Regions from separate parts of the Mus musculus genome. Here all the other regions are linked to region 2. Evidence: chromatin contacts called from public HiCAR-type and promoter capture Hi-C data. All regions are on one chromosome and are shown on one strand. Each heading gives the region's core, a stretch centred on a gene start, on an enhancer-like site or on the middle of the called end of the contact. The rest is flanking DNA. Distances are from core to core; before and after follow the strand shown. Region 1 holds the start of Uvssa (UV stimulated scaffold protein A). Region 2 holds the start of Eif2b4 (eukaryotic translation initiation factor 2B, subunit 4 delta). Region 3 holds the start of Poln (DNA polymerase N).

Region 1 (3,081 bases), core at 556-3,055, 2.2 Mb after region 2:
TGGTTTGACATCAACTGAAATGACATCATATACTATGTGACTGTTTATCACAATATACCTTCAAGTAGTATACCGATTTATGTAAGAATACAACTCTTGGAACATATATTACCATTTCCTCCCTCCATATCACTTGAGTAGCTGTTGTCATAATTTTTTCCTCAATATTGAACTTCAAAATCTATTGAACTGTGGCTTATAAAAGAGATTTGCAATCCTTTCATCAGCTTTATTGTTTACAGTTCTTGAGTTGCTCAGAGTCTGGATCTGCTCTCGTTTCCTTCCCAGGACTCCCTGAGAAGTGCTGGCAGGCCACTTCTTGCTCCTGTCTGCAGCAAGCTCAACTTTTGACGGACCCCCCCCACCCCCCCCCGCCCCGCCGCACATATGTACAAGCCTGGCTTGACACAACCTTTTCTTGTACTTCTTTAAAAGACATTTTCCAACTCCTGAGATCACACAGCTGCTAAGCCTGGCAACTTCCGTTTGAGTAGTGGAACCCACATGGTGGAGAGAACCACCTCTCAGAAATTGTCCTGATCATACTAGGGAGGGTCCCACCTTCTAACCCCCCAATAAAAAAAAATGTAATAATATCTTAAAGACATTTCATTCTCTTTAAATTTTGGGGGTGGGATGGGTGGGGGCAATCTGTGCATGTAAAATGAGAAACTACAGTCCACGATCAATCTCACGAGTGTATGAGGACTGGGACCTGCCAAGAGGTGGTGGGAAGAGCTCAGATTCCAAACATCACAAGTTGAGTTGCCAGATCCTCACATATTGAACACAACACAAATGAACGGGGGAGGGGGGGGGAGGGGACGGACGTGTCGGGGGAGTCCAGTTGACTTTGTTCACTGACCCGGATTCAGGGAAGGGTAGGTAAGTGGGTGGGACAGTAGGCACACCATGCTTTTAACAGTCTAGTCCAGAAGCTCAAGACCGTCCTGCAGGACACACAAACTGGCTGAATGCCCGCTCTATGGGTGCAGACCCGAACCCCAAACCGGATACACAGGGAGACCGGTGTATGCTTCTCCTTTGCTAAGCGAAGCAGGAGCTGACAGCGGAAAGGCAGAGCGAGTTGTGAGCCGGCTAAGGCGGCAGTATCCGGGGTCTGTGCGTTCAAGAGTTGGGCTGAAGCAGCGTGAGGTTGGTAGAGGCCAGAGTCCTGAACACTGTGAAGCTGTAGGAAGGGAGCAAGCAGCTCTAGCCGAGAGCTGACATATCTTCTACAATCATCTACGTTGAGACTGAACTGACATTTTAAAACATCCAATCAGTGCAACCACCACTACCCCAGGGCAGCCTTGCAACGGTGCCTCCCACCATAGCCTGTCCTGGGGTGGACAACTGACCCGGTCAGGGAGGCGGGCCGACCCTTCCCAACCGGACTTGCGCCCAGATTCCCTTCTGAGCTTTCTTAGCAGATATACAGAGGCTGTACATAGGCCGCGAGCCTCCTGGTGGCCAGAGAACTGATCCCCAGATCAAAACTTCTTTCTGCACCTCAGTCTCATACTCCTGACCCAAAGCCACCGCCCCTTTAAGAACTTGCCGGGCCCTCCCGCCTCCTTTTTCTCGCGCTTAGTTCTTCTCGATCTGCCCCGCCCCCTGGAGGAGCGTTGCGTCACCGCGTTGCCGCGTCCTCGCGCCTGCGCTGTGGAGCCGCTCCAGGCAAATGACGGAGACGGGTGGCTGCCTCATCTGAAAGGGACTGGACCAGAGCGGGCGCGTCGCGGTGACTTCCGCTCCTGCGCCGCGGGTCTTCGCGAGTGTGTGCCCGCTGCTCTCTGGGGCCTGTAACAGAGAGAGCTCTGTCTACACCGGAAGGGGTGGGCGAAACAAGCTGCTGCATCCTGCGGGCCGTGTCACCGGGGCTGAGGGACGCTGGTACTACGTCTCCTGAGGCAGCGAGTGCGGCGGACTGAGGGTCGTGGCTGGTCAGATTCTCGGCCCGCAGGGTCGGATCAGTCGCCCCCGCAGTTGTCCAGAGACTGTCGCTTGCAGAGAGCGAGTTTCTTGTGCGGCCAGTTTGCTTAAAATTTAGTGACATTTCCCCTTAGCCCGCGGTAACGTCACCCACACAGCTGACCGAAGACTGCCGGAGTTAGTCTCATCTTTAAAACCTTAGCTAATTATCACCGAAGGGCTTGATGGCCTTCCGTGGGAATGTGGTGGCTAGCCTTCTTCGCCTGGGAGACAACCTACAGAGACACCCTAGGGCCTTTGCCGTAATCCCCAGTATTTGGAGTCCCCCATAAACTTAAAACTAAGACCGTGAAGTATTTATTGTATGTTAACTCAGCATCTCCGCGTCCCTTGTTTCTAGATATGGATCAGAAACTTTCACAGTTGATAGAGGAGCTCACAACTTCAGGAGAATCCCAACTCAATGCTCAGAAAATGAAGGAACTGAAGAAAATTTGCAAGTATGTATTGAGGCTAAATGTGCCAATGTCCCCTGAGCACCCACACCGTGGAGATTGTGGACCCTCTGCCCTCTTGTACACCTCTGCCACCTCCTGCATTCACTACCTAGGAAGGAATTATCTGATCACCAGGGCATGGTGGCATTTGCCTGTTGTGAGGTAGAGTTGGGAGTAGCATGAGTTCCCCGCAGCTTGGGCTACATAGTAAGGCCTTGTCTCAGGAACCACTAAAGGATTTCTGGGGCTGTAATCCTGGTGTACCTGGGTCCAGAATGTCGCGCAAACTCTGAACTTGGTGCCTCTGACGATTTCTGTAAGGTATAAAGCTATCACACTATGTCAGTAAAAGTAGATCCTCTTCTTTTCCGTTGGAGTAAAGAGTTCATGATTGGGTCAGTGGCTCTGGCCTCCCCACCCCCGCCCCACCCCCAGGGATGCTCAGGAGCCCCAAGCATGCTGTCCCCAAGCAAACTGTACCACTGAGCTACCTATTATTATCATCATCATCATCATTATTATTATTATTATTATTATTATTATTATTTCTCCTTCTCCTCCTCCTCTCCCTCCTCCTCCTCCTCCTCCTCCTCCTCCTCCTCCTCCTCCTTCTTCTTCTTCTTCTTCTCTCTCTCTCTCTCTCTCTCTC
Region 2 (3,040 bases), core at 416-2,915:
ACTCTATACATCTCGAAACGGGAGCGTTTGGGTAAGTGGAGTGTGAGAATGAAGAGGAGAGAGATACCTGAGGTGGTTTCTCCAGCAGTGCTGGGGCAGGCCTGAGGAGGGACGCCTCCTTGTTCCCCTTTTCTTGCCTGTTTCAGGGCCCGCTCTGCCTCCTGCTTGGCTCTCCTTTCGGCGCGAAGTTCTGCCTTACTCCGGCCAGCTGGAAGTTTCTCCCCAGCAGTACCTCCCAGCTGACTACCAGGTCCTGGGAGTTCTCTGATTGGGTCTATGAAATACAGAGGGAAGAGGTGCCTGGGCTCTAGGACGGTGATCTCTTTGCCCCAACCAAAGTTTCCCTTTTATCTATTTTTTTTCCCTTTCTTGACTGAGGCTGGAATTCATCAGAGATCCACCTGTCTTTGCTTTGGCCTTAGTTTCCCTTTTACCTTATCTAAGTTTTTTTTTTTTTCCTTTTTTGACTGAGGCTGGAATTCATCAGAGATCCACCTGCCTTTGCTTTGGCCTTAGTGCTGGGGTTAAAGGTGTGCTGTAAGCCACCACCAGCCAGCACCATCAGGCTCTGCCTTCCAAGTAACCGCTTTTGTACTTGCTCAAACCAACTTTGTTCTATCTCCCTTTGCAAATCCCTCATCCAGCATCCTACCCCCGGCCGTTTAAAGCGTCCCCGCACCTTGCCGTTGAGCTGCAGACACAGCAGAGCCAATTTCTTGGTCTGCCCCCTTTTCCTCCTTCCGTTTCTTCTTCTGCTGTTTCTTTTCTTTTCGAAGCTGAAGCTTCTCTTCTTGGGTCAACTCCCGCCCTGCTGCCTGAGACACAGACACGGGAACTGCTCTACCCCAGGCCATTCCAAAGGTTTATCAAGATGCTTACTAGATTCCCCCAAGGTTAAGTTCCTAACACTCTCTGACTTCTGTTACAAGTCTACGTAAGTAAGGAGAGAAACTTCTTCAGTCATAGTCACACACCGTTAAGCTCTGTAAAATCTCCCAGTTCTACTAAGAGATGAACTGAAAAGGATGGGAGATGGGGCCAAATGAAGGTGACACAGCTTTCTGTGTAGCTCTTGACAGGCGACTTAGGAGGTCTCTCCCTCACTTACCCCGGGCCGAGGAGAAAGTTCAGTCTTCATCTCGGATCTCGATTCTGCATCAGAAAACAGGGCACAGAGTGAGCCAGACAGGCTCCGGGAGGACTTGGGGAGACTCGTCGGCGCAGCTGGCTGCTGGGTTGGCATGACCACAGCTCGGCTGCCGGGCGCGAGGCGCTCTGGGATCCGCGTGGGGACGCACTGCGCGGCAGGATCAAAGGACAGGCGTGGGAGGAAAAGGGTCAGTCACCCTTCTGGGAACAGCCGGCAAGCAGCACCCTGCTGCGCCCTAGATCTTGTAAACCAGAGTCCCGCGACGTGCAGAAACCCGGCGGCAAGGCCCAAAGGCGCTCCGGACCCCGCATCAGCGATCCAGTGTTCATCTGCTCTTCTACCACTTGGTGCATCTAGCCCTTCACTCACCTTCGCGAACAGCCACCGCCACCGCAGCCATGACTGTGGGTCCTAGGCTCCTCCCGCCGAGGTCACTCACACTACAGCGCCACCTGGGCTGCTGGCTCCCCTGATGCCTCCCGCGGAGTCAGTCCCCAGCGGACTACAACTTCCGGCGTGCACTGGGTCCCGCCCAGGACTACGGGTCGCGGTGAGGACCAAAGGATGTTGGGTTCCCAATTAGGAGCGTCTCCGGCGCTCGACTACAGCTCCCAGCATGCCGAGGTTGCTGCTCGCAGAGCCGTCATCCTACAGCCTTCCCACCTCGGAGTTCAGGCCCACCAAAATGGCGAGCTGGGCTGCGGAGACGCGCTGAGTGGCAGAGGCAAGCGAGCAGAGGCGCTGCGAACCTGGTAGTACGGAGCTCTGCCTTAGGGAACATGCACTTTTCCATTCCTGAAACGGAGTCCCGCAGTGGGGACAGCGGCGGCTCCGCCTACGTGGTGAGGAGGTGCTAGAAGCTGGGCCAGGGCGGGGATAACGGGCCGGAGCTCTCGGAGCGGCCTCCAGCCTTCGAACCTCACTGGAAGCCATCTCATGTCTCAGTTTCGTACTTAAGCCACCCCAAGCTCCAATAGGTTCTTCTTTCCCCGGCCAGGCCGCGACTGCTCTGGCGGTGGGCACTATTGTCATCTCCGGGAGGGATACTGCCGCACAAGCGCCCGAGTGTCCTCGGGACTGGGCCTTCTGCTTGAAACCCGGCCCTGGGGGAAAAACAGGCTAAATCCCGGGAAGTCTCGGAGCGTTGCGCAGACGGATATGTCAGGCAACTTCCGGACAGGTTTCTGGGGCAAGAGGTGGTTTGCACGTCGATCCTGAGATGTTTGCCTGCTTTTGTGTCCTCAGGCCTATAACATTCACGTGAATGGAGTCCTGCACTGTCGGGTGCGCTACAGCCAGCTTCTGGGGCTGCACGAGCAGGTGGGACTAACAACCCTGTCTAGATGCAGCTTCAAGCCCTTCCATACCCACGGACATTAATCCCCTTTCATTACATCACCCTATAATCACTGCTACAGTGGAAGGTGGACTTTGTTAGCGTGACATTTCCGGAAACTCTCTGAGCGGCTTGTCTCTCACAGTTCCTGTACTTCCCTATACTCACACATCCTTCCTTCTCTGAGCTGTCTCCTTTTTCATCCTTTGCCCCTGCATGGAAAAACTGAACCCTGTTAGTCAAAGCACATTCCTTCTGGCACCTAAACTATAACTTGGGAATTCATTCCCCGGATTAATACAAACCATTCGCTGCTTTCCTTGTGTGTTCTTGGTCCCATCAGTGTATAAGATGTCCAAATGTTTCCCCCCTCACCAGATAGTGAGCTCTGTATAGATAGTGAATCTCTAGAGAGCCCTGTTTCTACTAGATGTCAGTCCTGAGCAAGTTAATTTCTTCCCGCCTCAGTTTCTCCAGATAAAAAGTAGATTCTTGGATCAGCAAAGTCCCTTCAACACACTTGAGTATGCTATGACTTTATTATCTGTGCACAT
Region 3 (3,471 bases), core at 575-3,074, 3.0 Mb after region 2:
TATGTATTTTCCCAAGGGAAACTGAGATAAAAACACCATTGGATTTGTTCTTTCACTTAAATTAGAATTTCTGAAGAATATCATCAAATTATTAACTTCCTCAGTAAGACCCTGAAGTTCATTACTGAGCTTAGTATTCACAGAATTTAGGAATCCTTGCTTCTGTTTCAGCTTCTTAGTGGCCTCCTCTTGTTTAGCATTTAATGCCAGAAACCTGTAGCTAGTTTCAGAAACCATTAACTGGTATTTATTCCGTCGCTGAATTTTTGAGTTATTTAATTTCTGCAGAGTTTGAACCTCATCCTCTAATATCTGTATCTCTTTGTCATCCAGTTTGCATGTCTTCAAATCAAAAGTTTTACAGGTCCTAAGAACTTCATCCAATGCTGTTCCTTCTAGGATAGGCTTGCCTGATCGCTGGAGATCGCTGAAGGCTTCCAATTCTTTTTCAGACAATACATTCTGTTCATTCACATTCCCACAAAACCATTTCAAGAATGACTCATCTTCAACATCCTCAAAGAGCCAGTCAAAATCTTCTCCATTAAGAATATCAGCTTTGGGATAACCAATTTTTTTCAATGTTTCCACAAACTCATTTCCACAACTCATGGTTTAACTACTCCTGTTTTTAAATATTTGATATGAATCTATTTTTTTAAACTAAGTTCAAACAGAAAAAAACATATTTACGCTAAGTCCATAGAAGAAGGAAAAAAAATACAATCTATAATGTGTTTTCCTAGTGGGGGAAAGAACACAAGTATTAGACCATGAACAAGGCAAATGAATTTTAAATATACAGATCATTTTATCAGATGACATCAGGAGACTACTTAAGTTAAAAGCAGATGCACGTGCAATATCTGACAAAGACAAAGCAAAACAGAAGCAATCAGGGTGTTGCTTAGGACACTACAACAGTAATGAAGAATCTAATTAATGAAGATATAACAATAAAAAAAAACTGATTTTTTTTCCCAATGATGAAATTACTTAAAATAAATTACATTTTGTAAAATAGCTGTTTCCCCTGTAGTTTCTAGTTAGGAAAAAGAAATATGCCTACCTTTCTAAGGAAGAATCAACTAAATATTTACTTCAATCAGCGTTCCATCAGTCTCAAAGGACTCAATCTATAGATATAACCAGTCTAACGCAGAGAAAACCAGGACAAATTGACAAGTTTCAAAGTACCCATCAATCATCAAGTAAGAAGTTTTATTTCGAATAGAACACAATGAACCACGACTTGAACCAAACTTAGGTCAGTGACAATGGCAGGTCTTAAAATCACGATGTATTTGACACTCTGGTAGCAAACTCTCTGGGTTGGTTTTGGTTTGTTTCTGAGTATCCAGTTATGACACTTAAGAGCTCTAATAAAACACGCCCACAAAAGTACCAAATTGCTGTTTTTAAAAGCTGGGTAACAGATAAGTGTGTATTTCCGGTTTAACGTTTGCCTCGTATGATTGAGGCCTTGGGTTTTATCCGCAGTATCCGAAAAATAAAGCTACCAACCCCAGCCGGATGACCGGCCACGTACCTCCGCCCCCACCTCTGGCACAAAGCCTCAGCCTCCCCGCACACCCCGCGCCTGGGCCCAGCGACCTCTATCGATGCCTCAAGCAGGCTGTAGGAGGGTAGCGGCGGCCCCGCCAACCCCGAACTTACAAGACCCTTACCTCAGGAAAGCCGCAGTCACTGCTCTCTGCCAGCCTCCAACCGCGCGCGCCGCAGTGCCTCACGGGAGTGCCAGGACGCGCACGCGCAGATTACAACATCCGTAAAGTCAGCGCAGGCGGCGAGGTATCCCGGAGAAAGCGAAGGAGGACCCGCAGACCAACCCCCTTCAACGAGCCGGGGTAAAGTGATTGGCTTTCCTGACGGACGCACCGCCCCTTAGCCCCGCCTCTGGCCCGCCGTCCTTCCCGCTAGGCTCAAGAGGATTGGTTTTCTCACTATAGGCTCTGCCCTCGCTCCGCCCCACCCCGCCCCCGCTCGGGAGTTGGAGTCTGGGTCTCTTCCGGCTGCTTTGTTGCCTTGGCCATTTGGCCCTCTAGTTCAGTTAGGCCTCCTGTCCTAAGAATGGCTTGCGGTCTGTGACACCACTAGGGGACCGGAAGTTTGAGGCCGAACAGACCCCTTCTTCCCCCAACAGCTCTTACCACCACCACTGGTAGGGTGATCCAGCGTTGGTGCTAATAACAAGCAGCTGGGACCCTATCAGGTCTCTTGCAGGGTAGGATTGTTGGCTATAGAATCTTTTACAATGGTTATTTAACAAAAATCACTTAACTCCCAAGGCCTCGATGACTTCCAAGCAAAAGCTGACTCCCTCCAAGATCCCATCTTCAAAATGTCAAGGTGTAAAATACATCAGTTTTAGAATGCATTTAACTCAGAAGTACAGACATTCTGAGGATGCCCGCCGTCATTCAATGAAAGACAGAATGCTGAACTCAGATGCAAGCCTAGTTAATGTCCTATGGTCCCAGAAAACTGATCTTTGGAGTTACAGTTGGCATTGGTAACAACTTGTCTGTATGGGTCATAATCTGTTCATTTTTTTCTATCAGACAGCATTTGCAACTTAACCACTCTCTTGTAAGATGATATATAAATTCACAAGATCTGGGCTTTGATCATTAAAAAAATAGTATTCCCCTCTTCTAATCATAAATAGGGTGATGTATCAGACAAGGGTCTAGTCTAGTTGCTACTAGGTAGAATTCTTTCTGGATCTTTTTCCCTGGGCTTATTTGTTTTGTGAGACAAGGATTTGCTTCTCTACCCAGGCTGGGCTTCAACTCAAGATCCTACTTTAGCATCTCCAAGTGCTGGGGCCACAGGTATGAATCACCATGCCCAGATATTCATGTTTTCAAAGAGAGAAAAACTAATGTTCTAAGCAGATCATTTAAATTTGAGTTGAAGACATTTCCTATTAATTCTTATTTAACTTTTATCCTCCTTTTGAAGGTCAATAAAACCGGAAAGTAAATAAAAACAAACAGTACAGGGGAAAAGTTCTTAGAATGGTGCCTAATGTGGTTAGGACATCAGGGGACTGGCCCAAGAGGACCCCAGATGCCAAACTGGAGGTAGGGGCTCAGCAGGGAGCTGGCGTTGAGTGGGTTTTGGCCAGAGGAAGTGCAGGCAGTACTTTTGGGAAATTTTGCTGAGGCGGCAAAGACTGAGAGAAAAAGAGCCAAATGACACAAGATGAGGGGGTGGGAATGCAAGGCTGAGAGGATTTTTGGTGTTGTTTTGTTTTAAAGTGGGAGGAACTGGAGGATATTTATAGACTGTGCGGAAGAGCTCGGAGGAGATGGAATTAAAGATGCCAGAAAGACAAAGGGCTACTTTGCAGGCTGAGGTTCCCCCCAGGCACAGCCTGGGACCCATGAGACCTTCTAGAAAACCCACTGTTCTTAGTGACTCCTGGCCCCCAGCTCGCTCTCTTGA

What was found. Promoter capture Hi-C pulls out the DNA fragments that hold promoters and counts their contacts. HiCAR-type assays count read pairs that join an accessible place to other places.
Region 1: a contact with region 2 is called in a promoter capture Hi-C map of liver, with 4 times the contacts expected there. The contact joins the promoter of Uvssa here to the promoter of Eif2b4 in region 2. A contact is called at or near these places in 2 of 39 promoter capture datasets (hippocampal neurons and liver), 1 of 484 Hi-C or Micro-C datasets (B cells), 2 of 115 datasets of contacts at active chromatin or transcription factors (astrocytes and thymic regulatory T cells) and 2 of 9 other capture datasets (adipose tissue and liver).
Region 3: a HiCAR-type map of astrocytes shows a contact between it and region 2, with 8 times the contacts expected there. The contact joins the promoter of Poln here to the promoter of Eif2b4 in region 2. A contact is called at or near these places in 2 of 39 promoter capture datasets (liver and pre-B cells), 1 of 484 Hi-C or Micro-C datasets (B cells), 1 of 115 datasets of contacts at active chromatin or transcription factors (astrocytes) and 2 of 9 other capture datasets (adipose tissue and liver).

Annotation. Positions count from the first base shown.
Region 1 is chr5:33,376,891-33,379,971 of GRCm38.p6, forward strand. It overlaps Uvssa (UV stimulated scaffold protein A), which reads left to right and starts at 1,806. Exons shown (of 14, transcript NM_001081101.2): 1 at 1,806-2,112; 2 at 2,336-2,435. The coding sequence starts at 2,338.
Region 2 is chr5:31,191,474-31,194,513 of GRCm38.p6, forward strand. Eif2b4 (eukaryotic translation initiation factor 2B, subunit 4 delta) reads right to left here and starts at 1,666. Exons shown (of 13, transcript NM_010122.2): 1 at 1,520-1,666; 2 at 1,109-1,152; 3 at 680-815; 4 at 68-274. The coding sequence starts at 1,550. Snx17 (sorting nexin 17) reads left to right here and starts at 1,831. Exons shown (of 15, transcript NM_153680.2): 1 at 1,831-1,992; 2 at 2,396-2,470. The coding sequence starts at 1,930.
Region 3 is chr5:34,167,702-34,171,172 of GRCm38.p6, forward strand. It overlaps Poln (DNA polymerase N), which reads right to left and starts at 1,825. Exons shown (of 25, transcript NM_181857.4): 1 at 1,689-1,825. Haus3 (HAUS augmin-like complex, subunit 3) reads right to left here and starts at 1,723. Exons shown (of 5, transcript NM_146159.1): 1 at 1,689-1,723; 2 at 1-742. The coding sequence starts at 612.